2 separate regions of the Hordeum vulgare genome follow, and region 2 is linked to region 1. Evidence: chromatin contacts called from public Hi-C data. All regions are on one chromosome and are shown on one strand. Each heading gives the region's core, a stretch centred on a gene start, on an enhancer-like site or on the middle of the called end of the contact. The rest is flanking DNA. Distances are from core to core; before and after follow the strand shown.

Region 1 (6,286 bases), core at 2,433-4,932:
TGTAGCTACTTGTTCTAGGTGAAGCTCAACCTTAACAGGTCTTCACTGAAATGCTGGTATATTAAAACAGTGATTGGAACGAGGGAACACGATGTGCCCTTGAGATCTGGCGGTGGGTTGTTGAAATTTGGAGGTGGGCTTTAGGCCCATTAGAGAATTTCCGAAAAATCTCCAAGGGCCCATGTAGGTGGTGGCATGACAAGGTGGTGGGAGTTTAGTCCCACCCCGCTAGTGGAGGAGAGTTTGGACCCCTTTATAAGGGTCTCTCTTCCACACGCTATTGGAGAGTGAGAAGAGAAGGTGCCCTCGCGCACTCCTCCTCCGCCGCCCGCCTCGCCACGCCTCGCCACGACGCGCCGCATGAATGAGCCGAGCCGAGCTCATACCTACGCGCTTATTTTTGCCGGTCAGGAACGGAGAATACGTAACGGACAAGGCACGATCCGAGACGTCGGATCGTGGCTGTTACCGACTCGGACGTGGGTTCGGCCCACGTCTCTCCACCCAGCCGCCTTTATAAGCACGCGATCGCCTACCCTAGCCGTCACGAGAATCAGATCACATCTGCCTCACGCGTTCGTTCCTTGACTGCTGCTGCCGCCGGCGACTCCGTCCCGTTTACCGCGTACACGGTCAACGGGAGAGCAGGCCTCCGAAACCTCGCCTCTCCGGTTCCTGTACGGGAGAGGGGCGATTAGGTTTTTGGAGAGCGATCACGCGACTGCTCGCCTCCGTCCGTCTGCTTCGTCTACGTCCGCGTCGCCCTCGTCATCGCCATGTCTTCACCAAGTGAAGTTGACCGTCTCCGCGAGGAAGCCGAGAAGAAGACGGCAGAGGATACTGCCGCCGCCGCCGCTGCTGCCACGGCCAACTGGCCGATTGGAGGGTATGACTCGTTTATCCTAGCAGTACTACTTGCCTGCATAGATGTATCTACTATATGCGTAGTATGTGCTAGGTTAGCTCAGCATCAGTATATCATTACTCTAGTCAATGCCATGCTAGTTATTATCTCGTGGATTAATATACTCGAAAAATTGCCTATTTACTCAACACACACCAATAAAAAAGAACTACCAAGCATACAAACAATATGACGAAAATGGGACCACACTCCCAACTGGTTATCACTAGATTACAATCAAATATAGTCATTGGATTACACAAAAAATAAGCTGACCCTGGTGAAAATAAATTACAGAAATAAACTGGAAAAAAGAACTAACAAAATATTATCACTTTACCAGGCAACTATCTATGAAACACCCTGCAAAAATACCAACAAACTAAGATTGCCATCAATCATGACAACAACATAAACCTATGAAAACAACTAAAATGATCTAAAAGCAATAAGGAGTTGCATGGCAAATGCCTATAAAATATCCAGTGTAAAAATCACTCATAACATAAAGTAAAATACAGTACAAAGACACTAAGATATACACAATAAAAAACACTGAGAAATTATGGTATGAATACACTATAAAATCCACAAAGATATATTGCAAAAATACACTAAGAATTACACTCGCAAAATACACTGCAAATCCAAGTAAAATTACAGTACAAATCCACTAAGAATAACATTGTAATTCACTAAGGCTTACAGTGTAAAAAATCACTAAAATACACTGTAAGTCCAAATAAGAATTACAGTGCAAATCCACTAAAAAATATAACTCCGAAAATAAATCTGTCATGATTGTACGTGCATAGACTGAATCGATTTCCGTGAAAATATATACCAAAATGACTTGGCATGAAGACTAACTGAATGAAATTCCACGCAGGAGCATACACATTTACAAGACTACTTCGATCTAAGTAAGACTAAAACAATACTGGAAATATCAGTACAAATCATTGGAAAAAAGCTACACTCCAAATATCACTATAAAGTTACACTAAAAATACTGGAAAATTTGGAGTAAATCATTGTAAATTGCACACTACTGTAATTACGATAAAAAATACACTGGAATTATAGTGTAATAAACACTTTAGTTGTCAGTGTGTAGTAGCATGGCAGTGCTATGACTAGAAATAATACAGAATGAATAAATGGAATCACAACCCAATCCGAATCCCAATGTTCAAACAGTCTAAGGGATTGTCATGCTAGAACTGTTCAAATGCATTACAATAGCACAGAAAATTACAATGTAAACCCGCTGAGAATTGCAGTCTATCAGTGGTATTACAAATTAAACACCGATGAGGATATCAGTAGAACTGAATTTACACTATAAATCCAATTGGAATTAAGCTAAAAAGTGGAATGCCAGCGAAATCGCTAAAGAATCACTAAGATTTAATTTTCTTTTTAGACCAAATCGTCATCATTATATTTTTGTATGTGGGACATGACTCTGCTAATATACTATCCGTATTTATATTTTATCCATACTTATGATTGGATTTATTACCACACATCCACAAATACTAACATGTTCGTAAACCCAACCACAACATTAAGATAAACTTCTCCCCTTCACCCCATATATATCAATCCCTATACTCAATCTCGATAATATATGTTGCTTCGACCGGCCTATGCATAGACCTCTTCAACATACAAACTATCCTAAAGTGTGATCCACGGGTGTACTCATATGATGACCTCGTATAAGAAAATGGAAGGAGTAGATACATTTGAGACTATCACTATGTATCATCGTGCTACTTGCCTTCAAGGAAAATATGGTCAATTAGAGAAAAATGTGACAATGCATTTTCCCCCTAATATTGTCAACATTTACTAGTGGTGTGGGTGAAAATTGTCATGTCAGTAGTATATTATTTACTAACGGCGAGTATGGTTGTGCAACACCACTAATTCAGAACGTTTCATCGATGTTTAGTTCAATTTGTTAGTTACTAGTGACGTTTGGGCGCGATGCCGCTAACATTATTCTACTAGCAGCGTCGTCAGCCGATGCCAGTGGCGACACGTTACCATTGGCGTCATACTAGCGGCGTCAGCTTGAGCGCCACTCACTGTGTTTTACGAACTATGCTAGTAATCATTTTTGCAATAGCAAAACCAAATAATCCTTGACTATTTATAACATATATTTTCCTACTCTATATGATATATGGGTCATTTCAGCAACGCACAGGTCTTGGCGCAATAGTGACTACCGTCTTATTTTTCCTTATTCTTTTATTACTTTTATTTCTATATTCCTATTTTTTTACTAATCTTAACTTTGGTTTTTAATCCTTATATTTTATGTTTAGCTTTCTTATTACTATTTACCTCTAAAAATAATAAGAATTTTTTAGAGATACATGATACATGAGCACTTATTTTTGAACACGTGCAAAAACATAAAAACCGCTTTAAGATTATACTACTATGAACGTTTCCTCCACATGTAAGAATCCTTCCGAAATAAGAGGTAACTCTTATTGATGCAGAGTAACATTTATGGAAACCTTTATTTCATTTTGATTCATGTGAACATTTCTCGTCACGCATACTTACAGGATTTGTTTTTTAAAATTGCTTTCTTACAGGTTAAAATTTTCTTCTTTTTTCTAGGGGATATTTAAAATTTGCTTTTTTTTTTAGACAAAGGCGTAAAATTTGCTAGACATTTCAATGGGTACATGGGCCCATTCTGGGTGTGGGAAGCCCATGTGAGACTATAGGTAGGGTAGGGTTTACACTCTCCTCTCCTCAGCTGCGGACATCTCCGAGGTCCAGCGGCGGCGGCGATACCCTCCTCTCCTCTCCTCTCCTCCGACGTCCAGCGGCCGGTCAAGGAGGGTACCGCCGTTTCTCGCCCCTGTTCGTCGTGTTGGTTCCCCTTCCTCTATTTTTGTCCTAGATCGTATCATCCTCATCCATCAAGCCATTCTCATCCATCAAGCCATTCTCCTAGGTCGTGCTAGTAGAAAGTAAGGATTTCGCCTAGGGTTGCAGCAAATAGCACGACTAGTATTTCTAGTTGAACAGATATTAGATGCGCCCTGCCATGTGATCTCAACTCATCGGCAAAATGGTTGATTTCCCTACTATCTTTCTTGCCCAACCAAGGCCTACGAGTACGCACTAACTAATTTTCCTATCAATTAGCTAGGTACCTCCAAACCAGTTGTTGGTTCAGATTCAGCGCGTTTCTTTGTATTCTCTTGGTCAGTTCATTGTTCAGACTCTGCTTGCTAGTATTTAATTTTGCGGCAGTTTGATTTCATGATGTGGCCTGTAGCGTCTTTTTTTTTTCTTTCTACCAATCTAGACACGGATAAGGTCCTAGCTATCTGCTTTAATAAGTCTCCCTGCGTGCCTGGTTGGACCTAAAGTTTGTTACTGTTGTCAAGCCATTCTCCAAGGGACTAGAAAGTAAGCTTTTTGCAGCTGAGTACTCTCTCCGCCCCGAATTACTTCTCGCAGAAATGGATGTTTCTAGAACTAAAATACATCTAGATACATCCATTTCCACGACAAGTAATTCCGGACGCAGGGGGTACTAGCCTAGGGTTGCAGCAAATACTAATATTTCTAGTGGAACATGGATTACATTGGCGTTGTCTATTAATAATAACTGCACCCTGTGAACTCATCGGCTGTGGCAAAATGATGTCCCTACTTTCATTCCTGCCCAAGCAAGGGCTGCAAGTACTAATTTCAATTTGTGTGCTCTGGTTTTCATGTTACTAATTAGGTGCCTCCAAATAAGTTGGTTCAGATTCAGCACGTGGGTCTTTGCGGAATTTCCTGTGTCTAATCTAGCTTGTTTCTTTGTATTCTCTCTTAGTTAGTTCATTATTCAAGCTCTCCTACTTGATGGTGGTAGCTAGTTTAATTTAATGACATGGCCCGCCTATAGCGCCGTTTTTTCTTTCTAACAATCTAGACACAGATAAGGTGCTAGCTACTTTATAAATCTCCATGCTTGTGAAGAACACACAAGTTTTGGACGGATACAGAAAATGCTCAAACTCCATCAATAGTTGGAATTCTTCGTAATAATGAGTGCCTGTCGCCGGTGTGATCTCCATCTATCTTCCCATGCATGCATTATTCTAATTTATCATAATTTTGAGTCCAGCTCTTTCGGTTGTTTTCTAAACCTTGATATACATTATCTGATGATTGGTACAGCTGAATTGAAGTTGCTCGATGGAGGACCTACCGGAGGCTCTGATGACAGAGATTCTCAAGAGGATCGCCGCGACAAGTGATCTGAACTCTCTTTCCCTCGTGTCGAAGCAGCTCTACCAGATAGAGGGGAATCAAAGGGGTGCTATCCGTGTTGGTTCCGGCCTTTGCACCGCTACAAAAGCACTGACATCATTGTGCGCCCGGTTCCCAAATCTGCGGAAAGTGGAAATCGACTACTCTGGTTGGATACCTGGACATGGAAAGCAGCTGGACAACAAAGGACTTTCTGTGCTTTCATCTCACTGTTCCTCGCTGATTGACCTCACCTTAAGCTTCTGCTCACGCATCGATGACTCTGGGCTTGCTTGTTTAGCTTATTGCAAGAAATTGGTGTCTCTCAGGCTGAACTCCACACCACAAATAACTTCAATTGGACTTTTCTCGGTTGCAGTTGGTTGCACAAGTCTATCTGCTCTCCACCTTATTGGTTGCGAGAACATCGACAGTGTAGAGTGGCTGGAATACCTTGGTAGGGATGGATCGCTGGAAGAGCTTGTAGTGAAGAATTGCAAAGGAATCAATCATCATAACGTCCTAAAGTTTGGTTCAGGATGGATGAAGCTCGAGAAGTTTGAATATGAGGGCAAAAGAGGAAGATATGATTGTCTTACAGCTGATGTGGTCTATGACTCCTCGTACGATGCTCACAACATGGATTTGTATGATTTCTGCTGTGAGAGTTTGAAGGATTTAAGGTTGGCGCGTATTAAAACTTGGCCGGAAGCAGGACTTCGTGTTGTCCTAGGGAAATGTAAAGCATTGGAGAAGCTGTGCCTTGAGTATGTTTGTGCCCTAAATGACAATGACATGATTACGTTATCTCGGAGCTGCAGCAACCTTAAAAGCATCTCACTTTGGCTCAACCTGCAGCCCTACTCTACTGATGTCGGCTGTGAAACCAGGACGTCATTTACAGATAACAGCCTTTACGCTCTAGCCCTCAACTGTCGCATGCTTCAGACGGTAGACCTCAACTTTATAGGATGTTCCCCTGACTGGCCATCTGAAATAGGATTCACACAGCAGGGTTTTCTGGTGCTCATTCAGTCCTGTCCAATTCGTGTTCTCGTGCTCAACAACGCCAACTTCTTTGATGACGAGGGGATGAAGGCC
Region 2 (6,286 bases), core at 2,610-5,109, 170 kb before region 1:
TCAGGAAATGCCTATGAATTATTCACTTGTCATTGAACTATTTGATGTTTGGGGTTTTGATTATATGGGACCTTTTCCAAAGTCCAACGGATATACTCATATCCTAGTTGCTGTTGATTACGTTATTAAGTGGGTAGAAGCTATCCCAACTAGTAGTGCTGATCATAAAACCTCTATTAGGATGCTTAAATAAGTTATTTCCCCTAGATTTGGAGTTCCTAGATATCTAATGACTGATGGTGGTTCAAATTTTATTCATGGTGCTTTCCGTAAAACGCTTACAAAGTATGATGTGAACCATAGAATTGCATCGCCCTATCATCCTCAGTCTAGTGGTCAAGTAGAGCTAAGTAATAGAGAGATTAAACTAATTTTGCAAAAGATTGTTAATAGGTCTAGGAAGAATTGGTCTAAGAAGCTTGATGATGCACTGTGGGCTTATAGAACTGCTTATAAGAATCCCATGGGCATGTCTCCATACAAAATGGTTTACGGTAAAGCATGTCATTTACCTCTTGAGCTAGAGCATAAGGCTTATTGGGCAATCAAAGAGCTCAACTTTGATTTCAAACTTGCTGGTGAGAAGAGGTTATTTGACATTAGCTCACTCGATGAATGGAGAACTCAGGCATATGAAAATGACAAGTTGTTCAAAGAAAAAGTTAAGAGGTGGCATGATAAAAGGATACAGAAACGTGAGTTCAATGTAGGTGATTATGTCTTGCTATACAATTCTCGTTCAAGATTTTTGCAGGCAAGCTTCTCTCTAAATGCGAAGGTCCTTACATTGTTGAGGAAGTATATCGTTCCGGTGCCATAAAGATCAACAACACGGAAGGTAATTTTCCGAGAGTTGTAAATGGGCAAAGAGTCAAGCATTATATCTCATGTACTCCCGTAAATGTTGAAAGCAATATTATTAATACCATAACTCCGGAGGAGTACATAAGGGATATTTATCAGCCTGTTTTAGACTCCGAAAATGAAGAGGTATGTTATTCGGTAAGTAAACCGACTCCAAAACTTTTCCAGTAGCATTTTTTCTCCGTTTTGGAATTTTTAGAAAAATAGAAAAAATTAAAGTAGTCCGGAAAGCGCACGAGGAGGCGACAAGCCTGCCAGGCCCGACCTACCCCCCTGGTCGGGCCTGGGTGGCTTGTGGGCACCTCGTATGCCTCCCGGACTCCGTTTTCTTGCAGAGTACTCCTTTTGCTCGGGAAAAAATCATTATATTTTCTCCCGGAAAGTCTGATCCTTGTATCACGCAAATCTCCTCTATTTTCGTTTCGAGCTACTGTGCACACAGATCTAGATTGCTATGACGTCCCCAAAAGTTCCGAAGGACAAGTTCTTCGAGAAGGTCATCAATCCCTACCTCGCGGGAGTGCCGCAACACCCTCAATCTATCGAGATGCATGAGGGGGTGATGCACATCCATGATGTTGAGGGGCCCAAGAAGACCGGAAGCATGGAGGCGAGGCTCGAAGCAATGGAGCAGCAAGTCTTCAAGTGCCAAGGGATGGTGGAACGCGGACTCAAAGCCAACCACATGATGATCACGGAGTTCACCAACAAGCACAAGATCGATGCCAATGTCATCGGGAAGCACCTCTCCAGGCTCTATGACAGAATTGATCACCTCCAAGCCCATATCTATGACCCGCAGAACCAAAATTGTGAGTATGAGTATAGATTTAAATCAATACGGTTGGCTGCAGATTTGAGGATTCCGGAGACTCGATCATCTTTCCATGATGGAGCACCTATGCCTTGGAAGACAGAGAATCAACCCCATATTGCAACAACTCCACCACCATCACCTTTGAAGGAAGACAATTAAGCACGGGTATGGGCACTCCCCTTGGCTTGTGCCAAGCTTGGGGGATTTGCCCCGGTATCGTATCACCATCACATCTTTTGCTTTTACCTTTTTCTTAGTTCGATCCTTTTTGATTTTATTTTTTTCTGGTAGAATAAAGCTCTTAGTATGTTCTAGGCTTGAGTTTTGCTTTGTGTCACCCCCAATGTAATCGAGTTCATGAATCATATAATAAAGAGTATTTTAGTTAAGGGCCTTGCCTCATGCCATGATCTAAAGAAAAGAATAATAATGAACAATAGCATGAAAGATCATGTAATGATCTTATGGGAAGTGATGACTTCACATATAAGAAGAATGTTGATTGAAACTTGTTGCTGGTGGACAAACGTAGACATTGGTCATTGTTGCAATTAACAGGAAGTAATAAAGAAAGAGAGGTTCCCATATAATTATATCATCTTGGGCACCATCTATGATTGTGAACACTCATTAAACTATTACATGCTTAGAAGTAGATGTTGGACAAGGAAGATGAATTATGTTTGCTTGGTTCCGAAAAATGTTATATGACTAGAGATCCCTTAGCATGTGACGCTTGCTTTCACCTCTTATCAGCCAAAACTTCCGCACTAAGTAGAGATACTACTTGTGCATCCATAAACCTTCAACCCAGTTTTGCCATGAGAGTCCACCATACCTACCTATGGATTGAATAAGATCCCTCAAGTAAGTTGTCATCGGTGCAAGCAACAAAAATTGCTCCCTAAATATGTATGACCTATTAGTGTGTGGAAAATAAGCTTTGTACGAATCTGTGATGAGGAAGACATAAAAGCGACATACTACATAATAAAGTTCTTTATCACAGGAGGCAATATAAAGTGACGTTTCTCCACACTAAGAGAGAACACATCCAAACCTCAGAAGCGCATGACAACATCTGCTTCCCTCTGCGAAGGGCCTATCTTGTACCTTTACCTTTTATCATAAAAAGAGTCGTGGTGATCGACACCAATTCCTTATTTCGCCATTATCTTGGCTAACGTCATGTGCTAGAGAAAGATCTATACTCATATGTCAACTTGGAAGTAAGTACTCATGAATTATTATTGTTGACATTACCCTTGAAATAAGTAGTTGGGAGGGGAAACTATAAGCCCCTATCTTTCTCTATGTCCAACTGAAATTTTGATCTAATGAGTACCACGTGAGTTTTAGCATTTGTAGAACACTAAAAGATGATTGAGTATGTGGATTTGCTTTACAAGCTCTCATTTGACTCTTCTCGATGTTATGATAAATTGCAATTGCTTCAATTACTAAAGACTGTTGGTTGCTAATTCTCAATAAGGTTCTTGATCCATACTTTACATTGTGAAGGAATTGTCACTTTAGCATAAGACATTATATGACGATAAGGCTTAGGGTTGAAAACGATCGGGATTACAAAGGACATAGTATAAACTTTAGAGGTTCCGGAACAAAATTACAATCGAGAAAAGGTTTTCCATTCCACCCAGTTGATGTTATTTTTAAATGTCATCTGTTTCTACAGATGTGGACACCGTTGGGGAAGCATCGAGATGCTGAGCACATGGGAGCTACCATGGAAAGGATCCGCAACATCCTTTCGCTTGCTCGACATTCTTCATAGCTGATCTTCACCTTTGGAGTTCTAGTATGGCGTCGGGAGGAAGGATCTGGTGCTCTAGTGCATTTATTTTATGTTTCCTTGTCTCTTTATTTTGGCTTAGCTCAGTGACCTTTACTGTCGTTATGAGTGATCTTGAACTTTGTGTTTTATAATACTTAATAACTTTAAAGTTGGACGTTCCAAGCGTCTTCGTTTCAAAAACTTTAGGGATAGAAAGGGAAAGGTTCATTTAGGACGAAGACTACAACCTCGAAGTTTAAATCAGACTTTCCTCGCACACTAATCGGCCCGTCTCGAGTATCTGGACCGTCCAGTCTCGCCATCAGACGGCCTCCATCCACCACCTTCTTCTCGACCCCCAACCCCCAACCCAGTCCAGTCCGCCCAACCCCCAACCCATGGCCGCCGCCGCCGCGGTCGCGGTCGCAGCTGCTGCCGACTGGACCGTCGTCCGACGGCGCGGCCGCCGCAGGGGAAACGCCACGGTCACCACCTCCCACCTCGACGCCCCGCCGCCGCTCCCGTTGACCCCGATCCCGTGGTCGCCCTCCGACCCATCCCTCGACCCGACCCGCGTCTCCCGCCTCCTCGACCGCGCCCGCGCCGCGATCTCCCGGATCGAGGCCTCCCGCCTCTACCGCCGCCTCCTCCTCCCCGACTCCCCGCTCCGTCGCCGTCTCGCCTCGCTCGCCCCCTCCCGCCTCTCCCTCCTCGGCGTCGGCAGCTTCGAGTCCTCCCCGGCCGCGCGCCTCCAGCTCGCGCTCGCCGCCCTCCTCCGCCGGGACCTCCTCGCGAGCGCCTCCGCCACGGCCGACCTCTTCGACCCCGTCCTCTCCGCCGTCGAGTGCGCCGTCGCCGTCGCCCTCGGCTTCGCCGTCCCGAGCCTCGACGACGGGTGCGGCCGCCGCGTGGAGGAGCCCACCCTCTTCTACATGCCCCACTGCGAGGCGTCGCTCTACGACGCGCTCCTCGGAGCCAACTGGGAGCCCCGCGCTCAGCTCCGCCGCGTCTGCGTGCTCGGCAACAGCTTCCGGCGGTACGCTCTGCAGGCGGAAGAGAACCGCTCGGGGCCCGCCGCCAAGGCCAATCTTGTTCTCAAGGCAGCGCGGTTCGCGTGGGAGCAGCGGATCGACGACGCCGGGGATGTGGACGATGAGGACTGGTTCGCCCGTGCGTTCAACGAGACGAGCTGGCATTTCTTCGAGGTGGACGAAGACGTCGGCCAGAGGACGGAGATAAGTTCCCAAGCTTTGTCCTTCGAGAAATTATCACTGTAACCCAGTGTATTACGTACTTGATTCGAGATGCATTTGGAGATTCTGGGTTGGCATCTTCACAAAATTTATCACTGCAATTCTGTGATTGTATACTAGTATTTGATTGGAGATGAATTCACAGATTCATAGTTAGCATCTGAGCATAATTTGTCACTGTAATTCTATTATTGTATTGCTTGATTGGAGATTATATTCAAAGATTCAGAGTTAGCATCTGAGCATAATTTATCACTGTAACTCTATGACTGTATTGCCTGATTGGAGATTATATTCAAAGATTCAGAGTTGGCATCTTAATGAAATTTATCACTGTAATTCTATGATTATATACTACTACGTCTCTACCAAAATACTCCAAGATTCAGACAATTCTATGAGTATAAGACAAAGATGTCTTATATTTTGATACGGAGGGAGTACTTGATTGGAGACAAATTCAAAGATTCAGAGTTGTCACTTAACACTGTAAATCTATGATCGTATTACTTGATTAGAGATATGCATTCCAAGATTCAGAGTTGGCATCTTAACGAAATTTGGAGTTTACTTTATCTTGATTTGCATTAAACAAGAACGAAAGCGGCATACATTTGTCTTTCTGAATTTAGACATTGAGTCCCCACATTACTGGATGTGACCCATTTTCCAGTGTCCTGTGAGGTTTATCGGTTGATTTTCTGATACGGGAAATGGGTACTCTGCCCTAGAACATAACCTGTAAGGCTGCTTCTTCCGTTGGACATTTTTTATATGTTGTAGCTTGCAGAATGCAAGGAGAAATATAACACATGATCTAAGGTTAACACTGAGCAGCCTGCTGTCTTATAACATTGAGAAAGGTAAAAGCAGATTGCTTTGCCCCTCACATAACCAAAAGAAATCCCTAAGAACCCACAGGATCTATTCATCTTTCTATTTCCAGGAGCCATAGCACCATAATATTCTGAATTATCAGCTAAATTTACCTAATCTCTCCTGGGCTCATTCTATACATGTGGCTGGAAATTAGATGTGATCTTTACATAACGGGAGCCCACCCTTTCCATTGGTCAAAGCTGTTGGAGGCCACCATCTGCAGCCCTCCAGATCCTAGTTGGAGAACATTGCACACATTGCAAGGATGATGCATTGAAGGATTGAAAGTTCGTATCTTAGCAAAATCTGGTGTTTACTTCATCTCGATTTCCGATGAAGAATGAAACCATGTCAATTGTTTTATCCTTGTCTCACTCATAATTCAGACATCGAATGATCCCCCGATTTCCGGCAGCAAACCATTGAATTAAAAGTAAACTCTCAATGTGGTGTTGCATCTATCATTTTCAGGAAGCTTCGATGTCTCATGAGGTTAACTGTTTTTTTTTTGGTCATGGGTGCTCCACTATAACTTGCATGTTCTATATACCCTCAGAACCTTACCCAGTTACCCGTAAGGCAGTACTCCCTCCGGTCCTTTTTACTCCGTGTATTAGATTTCGGTCAAGTCAAACTTTGCAAAATTTGACCAAATTTATATTAAAAAATATCAATATA

What was found. Hi-C and Micro-C count contacts between places; a contact is called where the count stands out from the background.
Region 2: a contact with region 1 is called in a Hi-C map of seedling, with 1.8 times the contacts expected there. The contact joins the promoter of LOC123398381 here to the promoter of LOC123398209 in region 1. A contact is called at or near these places in 1 of 6 Hi-C or Micro-C datasets (seedling) and 1 of 1 datasets of contacts at active chromatin or transcription factors (embryo).

Annotation. Positions count from the first base shown.
Region 1 is chr1H:26,477,071-26,483,356 of MorexV3_pseudomolecules_assembly, reverse strand. It overlaps LOC123398209 (F-box/LRR-repeat protein 14-like), which reads left to right and starts at 3,682. Exons shown (of 2, transcript XM_045092738.1): 1 at 3,682-3,775; 2 at 5,114-6,286. The coding sequence starts at 5,132.
Region 2 is chr1H:26,647,211-26,653,496 of MorexV3_pseudomolecules_assembly, reverse strand. It overlaps LOC123398381 (protein SENSITIVITY TO RED LIGHT REDUCED 1), which reads left to right and starts at 3,859. Exons shown (of 1, transcript XM_045092888.1): 1 at 3,859-5,050. The coding sequence starts at 3,875. The coding sequence ends at 4,753.